2 separate regions of the Macaca mulatta genome follow, and region 2 is linked to region 1. Evidence: chromatin contacts called from public Hi-C data. All regions are on one chromosome and are shown on one strand. Each heading gives the region's core, a stretch centred on a gene start, on an enhancer-like site or on the middle of the called end of the contact. The rest is flanking DNA. Distances are from core to core; before and after follow the strand shown.

Region 1 (4,847 bases), core at 862-3,361:
TTCTTTTCTGTTTGAGATGGGGGTCTCACTCTATTGCCCAGGCTGGAGTTCAGTGGCACAGTCATTGCTCACTGCAGCCTCAACCTCCTGCGCTCAAGCGATCCTCTTGCCTCAGCCTCCTAAGTAGCTGGGACTACAGGCGTGCACCACCATGTCTGGATAATTTTTTTATTTTTAAATTTTTTATAGAGACGGGTCTCACTATATTGCTCAGGCTGGTCTCGATCTCCTAGCTTCAAGTGATCCTCCTGCCTCGGCCTCTCACAGTGCTGCAGTTACAGGCGTGAGCCACAGTGCCCGGTGGTCCTTTTCCTTGAACCCTGATAGCAGTGACACCAGGATTGCTGTAGCTTATCCAGTGGGTGCAATCTTAGAGACTGGGGCTTAGTACCCAGAACCTGTTTCCCTTCCTCGTTAGATATTCCTGTCTTTTTACAAATGTAAATGTACTATAAAACATTTCAGGCAGGGCACGATAGCTCATGCCTGTAATCCCAGCACTTTGGGAGTCCAAGGGGGGCGGATCATTTGAGGTCTGGAGTTAAAGACCAGCCTGACCCAACATGGTGAAACCCTGTCTCTACTAAAAATACAAAAAAAAGTTAGCCAGGCATGGTGGTGGGCGCCTGTATTCTCAGCTACTTGGAAGGCTGAGGCATGAGAATCACTTGAACCTGGCAGGTGGAGGTTGCAGTGAGCCGAGATTGCGCCAACGGCACTCCAGCCTGTGTGACAGAGCAAAACTCTGTCTCAAAAACAAAAAACATTTCAGATGTTCAAGGTTATATACCAAGAACACCCATGTCCCCACCACCCAGCGGAGGAAACAGGAAACAATATGTACTAGATAGGACCCACTTCAGCAGCACCCCAATCCATTCCCCCAGAAGTAACCAGGAGTGCCGAGTTCGTTGTGTCTTTCCCTTGCTTGAATTCGTATTTTTACTACCTTGGTATTTGGTTTTAAAGTTTACATAAACAGGATCTGATTTTTCTTCCACTCAATTTAGGGGAGGTTTGTAGTGTCTATCTATAGCCTCTAATTCGTTTGTCAGTCAAGCCCTCTACAGCCAGATACTGCTGTTCTTTGGCTGAGCCTCAGGTAAAATGGTTGGCTCTCCAGTCCTTTATAGAAAATCATGGTAGGAAGGGGCCGGGCGCGGTGGCTCACGCCTGTAATCCCAGCACTTTGGGAGGCCGAGGCGGGCGGATCACAAGGTCAGGAGATCGAGACCATCCTGGCTAACACAGTGAAACCCGGTCTCTACTAAAAATACAAAAAAAGTAGTAGGGCATAGTGGCGGGCACCTGTAGTCCCAGCTACTCGGGAGGCTGAAGCAGGAGAATGGCATGAACCCTGGAGGCGGAGCTTGCAGTGAGCCGAGATCGCGCCACTGCACTCCAGCCCTGGTGACAGAGCAAGACTCTGTCTCAAAAAAAAAAAAAAAAAAAGTAGGAAGGAATGGGAGAGAAAACAGATTCCTCCTCCCAGCTCCATGTGAGGAAGAGTTTTATTATTAATTTTTATTTTTTTGAGACGGAGTCTCCCTCTGTCTCCCAGGCTGGAGTGCAGTGGCACCATCTAGGCTCACTGCAACCTCCGCCTCCCGGGTTCAAGCGATTATCCTGCCTCAGCCTCCCCAGCAGGTGGGACTACAGGCGTGCACCATCATGCCTGACTAATTTTTTTTTTTTTTTTTTTTTTTTTAGTAGAGAGGGGGTTTTGCCTTATTGGCCAGGCTGGTCTCAAACTCCTGACCTCAGGTGATCTGCCTGCCTCAGCCTCCCAAAGTCCTGAGATTATAGGCGTGAGCCACCGCGCCTGGCCTATTATTATTAATTTTAAAAATAGAGATGGCAGTCTTGCTATGTTATCCAGGGTGGTCTCAAACTCCCGGCCTCAAGCGATCCTCCTGCCTCGGCCTCCCAAAGCGCAGGGATTACAGGTGTGAGCCACCGTGCCTGGCCAAAAGAGTTTTCGAGGACTGGCTTTTCAGGTCGCTTTCAGGGCCTCAATGTATATTTCTGACAATTGGGAGGTGAGGGCCGATGCCCTTACACAGTGAGACAAGCGACCTGACTCGTGACTATTTTTTTGGACAAATCAGGCAGCCACTGACTCCATTATGGCCTCAGCTTTACCTCTGGGCAATGAGTGTGATCCCTTCCCTCGCTGCGTCCTTTGCAGGGGCGGTGGCGCTCTGCAAGGCCCAAGCGGGGCGTGGTCCAGATGACTTTGGATCCCAGTTGGCGCCCCCCCAGAGGCAGCCAGGAGAATGGTTAGAGGCAAGCGCGCCTGCAGCAATCCGCCCGATGACTTTGGTCTCTCTCGGGCTTCCGTCCACCCGCCCCGCCTCCGCGCTTCCATTGGCTGTAGCTCCGGCCCGGGGCGGGTGAAAAGGGAGCGAGTGGGCGGGGCCGCGTGGCGTCAGCGCAAGATGGCGGCCTCGGCAGCGCTGTGCTCGCGCTTGCGGAGCGGGCTCCGGCTCGGCTCGCGGGGACTGTGCACGAGGTTGGCGACGCCGCCCCCCCGGGCCCCAGATCAGGTGAGCGGAACGAGGGTGGCACTCTGAATGTGGGGTCCCTTCCCTGGAGTTCCGGACATATCGCCGCCCCTTGGGGGTTCCGGGACGCCTCACCTCAGGGTGCTGAATGAAACGCCGCTTGCGTTTTGGGGCCCTTCCCAGCCTCCTGGGTGGACAACACTTGCTCCCCTAGGCTGGAGGCTGGGAACCCAGATGTGTCCTCTAGACCCCACCTCCCACCCACGTGGGTGCCGGAGGAGGAGAAGGTTACCGGTTCCCCATCTCAGTGACCACTCAGGTGATACTTGAGCAGGAGGGGCCTGGTATGCTGGAGTCCCAGTCTGGCCGTGGGAGTTATTTTCTCTGTGGCGTTGGTGGTGATGAGGTAGACGTTTGGGTTTCCAATTCGACCTGCCTCCATGTTGACAGAGACCCAGCCATTCTGACCTCCAACTCTATCACTTCTGTACCCGAGTTCCCCAAGCCCCAGACAAGTGATTGCCCCTCCCCGCCTCCGCTCCCATCCCTTACCCTGTAACTCTGCTACCTTTAGCCCCAAGCAGCCGGATGTCGTAACTCCCCGTCCTGTCTGTCCCCCTTCCCCCACCACTTGTGACCTCCGTTTCCTCTCATCCCAGTGTTTAGGCCCTCCCATCCCTTATTCTCCGTGCTCTGCTTTTCTGGACTGCAGACCCTCCAGTCCTGTTGCCTTCAGGATCCTGTGCACCTGGCCTGTTAGCTCTTAAAACTCCTGGCATCCTGGTGCGGGACAGTCTGCTTTTGACCCTCTGAGCGCCCCACTTCCTGACTGCGCCTCCAGGGACACAGATGTCCAGGGCTCTGTGGGTGTCTGCCTCTTGGCTCCCGAACTTGATTCTTCTTGTACTGGAAGGTTGGAACCATCCTGACCTCTCTTCTCTCTTAGCTGACCTCCCCTTTCTCAATCGCAGGCCGCAGAGATCGGGAGCCGCGGGGGCACTAAGGCACAAGGGCCACAGCAGCAGCCGGGTTCAGAGGGTCCCAGCTATGCCAAAAAAGTTGCGCTCTGGCTTGCTGGGCTGCTTGGAGCTGGTGGGACCGTGAGCGTCGTCTATATCTTTGGTGAGGGACATATCCCTGCCCTCCAGTTTTGTTCCTTGGCCTCCCTAGTCCACTGTGAAATCTCCCACTCTTACCCCCTACCAACGTGTCTCATCTTCATTCCCTGGCTCCTTCCTCAATAGGGCAGCCAAATAGGACACCTACCTTGAAAACCAGGGAAGTCTTCTTTCTTCTCCCTTCTGCTCCTTAAGGTTCTAGTCTTTCTAGTTGGTTCCTGTACCAGGATACAGGAAAGAGGGAAAGATGGGGAAGGATAGGCCTGAATCAGCTTCCTAAACTTTGTCTTTACTCAGCACCCAAAAATCCAGCCTTCCACTAGTTCCTTTATCCCACAGACCCAAGAGTCCCAGCCCCAGCCCCCTTTCTCTCAAAGACCCAGGAATCTTGGCTCCCAGCCCCCTCCTGGCTTGAATCCAGGAGGCTGTGCCTCTAACTCTCTTTCCTCAGATCCAGGAGTCCAGGCCCTTTATCCCACTCCTCCCTCAGGACCCAGGGGACTGGGCCCTAATTCCTCATATTCATCCTGGTCTCCCTTGCAGGAAACAACTCAGTGGACGAAAATGGTGCCAAGGTGAGGGGGAAAGAGACCGAGGCCTTGCCAGGAGTCCTAGGCTGTGGGTGAGAGGGGTCCTCTTTGGTCTGTTTAGGCACATTGCTTGTCTGGAGTGAGCCTGTCTTTCCCAGTGACCTTTGCCTATTCCTGTTGGGGTCCTGGAGATTCCTTTTCTGTATGTGATGGGGTTCTGCCTCTGACATCCTAAACCTTCCATTTTTCTCTCCACCTCCCAGATTCCTGATGAGTTTGACAATGGTGAGTAAACAAGCACAGATTCTGGAGTCCCTGACCCTCTCAACTCTGTCATTTGTAAGGATGTCTCTCTCCCCATCTGGTGTCTCCGGCCCCTCCTCCTTCCACTGGGGAGGTGGGGGAGCCAGCAGCTGGATGGCGTTGTGGGGAGGGACATTACAAAGCCCAAGCCCGCTTCCCTGGCCCCTCAGCCCCGAGCAGATGGTCAGAGACAGATGGGGGAGGGGAGCCTTGGGTGGGAGGGCTTGGGGACACAGCGTGGCCTATCTCCAGACACATGGGTTCCTGTGTCTTAGACCAAGCATCTGCAGCTCCCAACTCCTTCCCCATCCCCCTCAAGCCCCTACCCCATTAGGCTCATTTTCAAAACAATGCCTCCTTCCTCCCTCTCCATCTGGTTAACCAGCTTTTGG
Region 2 (4,847 bases), core at 1,129-3,628, 49 kb after region 1:
CCCAGGTACTCCAGAGGCTGAGGCAGGAGAATCGCTTGAACCCAGGAGGCAGAGATTGCAGTAAGCCGAGATTGCACCACTGCACTCCAGCCTGGATGACAGAGTGAGACTCCATCTCGGGGGGGAAAAAAAAATGTACTATGGAAAATGAGTAAACATGCATAAATGCATAGAAAATATTAAAACATTCTGCAAACAACCCAGATGTCCAAAAGATGTCTAGTTCATTATACTAAGATACAGCCTTACATTGTAGCTGTAAAAAAAAAAAAAAGCCCAGTGGAGTAGCTCATGCCCAGCACTTAGCACTTTGGGAAACTGAGGCGGGAGGAACAGTTGAAGCTAGGAGTTGGAGACAAGCCTAGACAACATAATGAGGCCCCATCTCTTTCTATATATTAAAAAAAAAGAAAAAAAAACCCTGATATATAAATCTTTCCATATACAACTGAAAAAACTCAAGATGCTGATAGAGGTATATAATATGCTACCTTGATTTTATATTTTTAAAAATGTATACCACGTGATGCAAATTAACTGCCTTGATTTTAAAAGGGAAAATGTACAATATTTAGATTGATGTTTATTTGCATATGCATTAGAAAACTTGAAAGGCATACAGTGAAAAAGCAAAAAACAAGCAAAACCAAGAAAACAACAACAAAACCCCAAGCCATAAGCAATGACACCTGCATGGAATAGTTCTGAGTTTGACAGAGGACAGCAACCAGAGAGAGTTCTCACAGCATCTTTTGATACTTTTTTTCTTTTTTTTTGAGACGGAGTCCCACTCTGTTGACCAGGCTGGAGTGCAGTGGCGTGAACTCAGCTCACTGCAACCTCTGCCTCCCAGGTTCAAGTGATTCTCCTGTCTCAGCCTCCCAAGTAGCTGGGACTACAGGCGCGTGCCACCACACCCGGCTAATTTTTTATTTTTAGTAGAGATGGGTTTCACCATATGGGCCAGACTGGTCTTGAATTCCTGACCTCAGGTGATTCACCAGCCTTGGCCTCCCAAAGTGCTGGGATTACAGGCGTGAGCCACTGCGCCCGGCCGATACTTTTTTTGTTGTTGTTGAGTCTTGTGAATAGAATACATATTCTAGAATAAAAAGCTTAAAATTAAAAAAAAAGTTTATTCCACACCTACCCAATTTCACATAGACTTGAAAACATGGATCATATAATAAATACGTGGGTTTTTCTACTGAATATTTACCATTCATCTAAAGTACCTCAGAAAACACAAATATGAATCTTACACTAGGATTTGTTGACATGACCACAAATTGTGAAATTTCAAAGTCCTCTCAATAGCCTTCCAGTCCTAGTAACTCAGGTACACCTGGATTCCTGACAACTCTATTTCTTTGTCTCCTTTCATCACTTTGGTTCATTTCTATGGGTTCTATTATTGGCATTTTTTTTCTCAGATCTTTGCAAAACCATCCTTTATGGTGAAAGTCTTGAAGGATTCTCCACAAATGCAGGAAAATGCATTGCTAAAAAAGTGCTAAGTCAGAAGTATCTTGGGACCTGTTTGAACACAAGATTCGGCCGGGCGCGGTGGCTCAAGCCTGTAAAGTAATCCCAGCACTTTGCAAGGCCGAAGCGGGAGGATCGCTCAGGTCCAAGCGTTCGGGACCAGCCTAGGGATGCGAGACTCCCAGATTCAACAGTCTTGTCTGTTTCCATTTCGCAGTGTGCTTCCTCCTTCAATTGCACATTGCCGTATTCCCTTCCAGTTTGCATTCCCCCTAACGACAGAGTTAACTAAACTGGCACAGCCTGCCTGTTCTTTTGATCCGAAAAGGGTCACTTGGCTATTCTTTGCCACCAGTCCCATCATCACAGCCGACTCAGTCGGCCAGAGGACTGAGGGCCTCGGAGGCAGTCAGCGCTACAGTAAACGCGACAGCAGCGAAGTCCATCTGCGGTGGATCCGCGTCAAAGGCTGCTTCCCTCGCCCTGCAGCCTTCCACGAACAGCCTGCGGCGTTCCTCGAAATCCCGTAGTAATCTGACCGGAATCATGGAGCTACCATCCAGATACTCGCGGAACAAGAGCTGCCGGTTAATTTCTAAGAAAGCGAGCTGCTGACGGGGGTCTGGCGCGGACGCCAGGCCCGGGACGCTGCTGGGGATGGGCTCGGGCACAGGGCTCGGCACCCGCGCCATGGACCGCGTAGCTTCGGCCACTAGGCCTTCACGGGACTCCTGCACCCGAACCCCGCCGCCGACTGCCCCCTGCAGTATGTCGCTGACGCCACTCGCTGTGCCCACCTGTGGGACACTGCTGTCTCCGGGGAGCTCAGACATCTCCAACAGTCCAGTCGACTCCGCCATAGTCCGAGTGTTTCTACGGAGACGGAAATAACGGTATTGCGCTGCTGTATGCAGGATATGCGCATGCGCGAGTCTCGGTGTGTGCGTAAACGCTGCGCGTGCGACAGTGTGCGCATGCGTAAGCACGGTGCACGCTCCTCGAGCGTTCCCTAGCGGTCCTGAGTAGCCATTACGTCTGTAGCCGCCTCTGGTCCTCTGAGCGCCTGAGGACCTGCGGACTGTGCGGTGTTTTAAATTACAACCACTTCAATATTAATGTAAAGTTCCTTATAAGGTCATTTTCCAGCTCCTGTCTTTTTTTTTTTTTTTTCCAGACTGGGTCTCGCCCTGTCACCTAGGCTGGAGTGCAGTGATGCGATCTCGGTTACTGCTGCTTTGACCTCCCAGCTTCAAGCCATCCTCCTGCTTCAGCCTCTGGAGTAGCTGGCACCACCACACCCAGCTAATTTTTTATTTTTTGTAGAAATTGGAGCTCACTTTGTTGCCCAGGCTGGTCTCGAACTTCTGGTCTCAAGTGATCATCCTGCCTTGGCCTCCCAAAGTGCTGGGATTACAGGCCTAAGCCACGTGGCCTGGCCTGTAAGTAATATTTTGACACTGCAAGTTTGGGGGTTTCCCAAAACCACCTTTAGGCCTGATAATTCCCAGAGCTCATTGAAATGTTATACTCAGTCATGCGTATTACAGGCAAAGGACACAGATTAGAAGAGATGTATAAGGCACAATCTGGGATGGGGAGGGTTTCAACTGTGAAGTTCCTGTGTTCCTAGGGATGTGTTACCCTTTGTCGTCCATGTGTGGCAATAAGTGCGGGGGTAGTGCTGACATAGGACTCTTACCCAGGCTTTGGTGTCGAGAATTTTTATTGGGGTTTTACTACATAGGCATGCTTGATTAAACCATTGCCCATTTTGTTGAAGTCAATCTCCAGCCTCCTACCTGATATCACATGGCTCCAAGCCCCAACTCTCTAATGATGTGGTTAGTCTTTCTGTGTGGCTAGCTCTGATCCTGATGATAACCCAAAATGTGAAAGTCTGTGTTCCATTTAAAATCAGTCAGCTGTGGCTGGGTGTAGTGGCTCATGCCTGTAATCCCAGCACGTTGGGAGGCAAAGGTGGGAGGATCACTTGAGCCCATGAGTTTGAGACCAGCCTGGGCAACATAGTGAGACCCCTGTCCCTACAAAAACATATCAGGCAGGCATGGTGGCATGTGCACCTGTAGTCACAGCTGTTCAGGAGGCTGAGGTGGGAAGATGACTTGAGCTTGGGAGGTCGACTGTGCAGTGAGCTATGATTGCATCACTGCACTCCAGCCCTGTGTGACACAGCGAGACCCTGACTCGAAAAAAAAAAAATTCTTTGAATTTAACTGGAATCCAAATATGAGAGTTGCTGGCAATTGAACTTCAGGAGGATCCATCTAACAATTCTGACCTATCACAGGTCGTGTCTGGGAGCTGATTGGGTTGGAAATCATTCTGACTCATGCGTACCTTGCTTTGTTTCTACAATTCTCTTGGAGAGATGGAGTGAGTTCTCCCACATGTGACATATATGCTTCAAAAGGCACATTTGTGATATTCCACAGAAGACAAAAGAAAGGACTTCTTTGGAAGGTAACTTTAAATTAGGCAGATAGCTTGATCACTGGAGGGAACTGGTAATTATGAGCTAGCCGTAAAGTCTCCAGAATTCAGCATAGCTTCCAATTTGAATGGCTATAATAATACACTGCTCATTACCTGCAAGTCAAAGAGGCCAGAGAAACTCTCTGGAAAAATAGAAAAATCAAGTAAAAATTCTTAAAGTAAGTTTTAATGCTGAATTTCCAACTACCTTATTTTATTTTTATTTTTTTGAGACAGAGTCTCACTCTGTCACCCAGGTTGGAGTGCAGTGGGCACGATCTAGGCTCACTGCAACCTCCACCTCCCGGGTCACTGCAGCTTACACTTCCTGGGCTCAAGCGATTCTCCTGCCTCAGCCTCCTGAGGAGCTGGGATTACAGGTGCCCACCACCGCGCCCAGCTAATTTTTGTATTTTTAGTAGAGACAGGATTTCGCCATGTTGGCCAGGATGGTCTCAAAACTCCTGGCCTCAAGTGATTTGCCCTGCCTCGGCCTCCCAAAGTGCTGGAGGCCAGGCGCGGTGGTCATGCCTGTGATCTCAGCACTTTGGGAGGCAGAGGAGGGTGGATCACGAGGTCAGGAGATTGAGACCATCCTGGCCAACATGATGAAACCTCATCTCTACTAAAAATACAAAATTAGCTGAGTGTGGTGGTGCACGCCTGTAGTTTCAGCTACTTGGGAGGCTGAGGCACAAAAATTGCTTGAACCCAGGAGGCGGAGATTGCAGTGAGCTGAGATCGTGCCACTGCAGTCCAGCCTGGCGACAGAGTGAGACTTCATCTCAAAACAAAACAAAACAAAACCAAAACCCAAAATAAAGTGCTGGGATTACAGGCGTGAACCACCACGCCTGGCCGCCAAAACA

Evidence for each region. Hi-C and Micro-C count contacts between places; a contact is called where the count stands out from the background.
Region 2: a contact with region 1 is called in a Hi-C map of fetal cortex germinal zone, with 2.7 times the contacts expected there. The contact joins the promoter of EID2B here to the promoter of TIMM50 in region 1. A contact is called at or near these places in 2 of 14 Hi-C or Micro-C datasets (fetal cortex germinal zone and fetal cortical plate).

The regions. Positions count from the first base shown.
Region 1 is chr19:50,583,726-50,588,572 of T2T-MMU8v2.0, forward strand. TIMM50 (translocase of inner mitochondrial membrane 50) reads left to right here and starts at 2,112. Exons shown (of 13, transcript XM_015123912.3): 1 at 2,112-2,213; 2 at 2,215-2,250; 3 at 2,253-2,546; 4 at 3,476-3,626; 5 at 4,166-4,197; 6 at 4,416-4,437. The coding sequence starts at 2,127. The region is part of intron 1 of GMFG (glia maturation factor gamma); the gene reads right to left.
Region 2 is chr19:50,632,820-50,637,666 of T2T-MMU8v2.0, forward strand. EID2B (EP300 interacting inhibitor of differentiation 2B) reads right to left here and starts at 2,379. Exons shown (of 1, transcript NM_001194180.2): 1 at 1,572-2,379. The coding sequence starts at 2,345. The coding sequence ends at 1,860. The region is part of intron 1 of GMFG (glia maturation factor gamma); the gene reads right to left. It also overlaps the pseudogene LOC722017.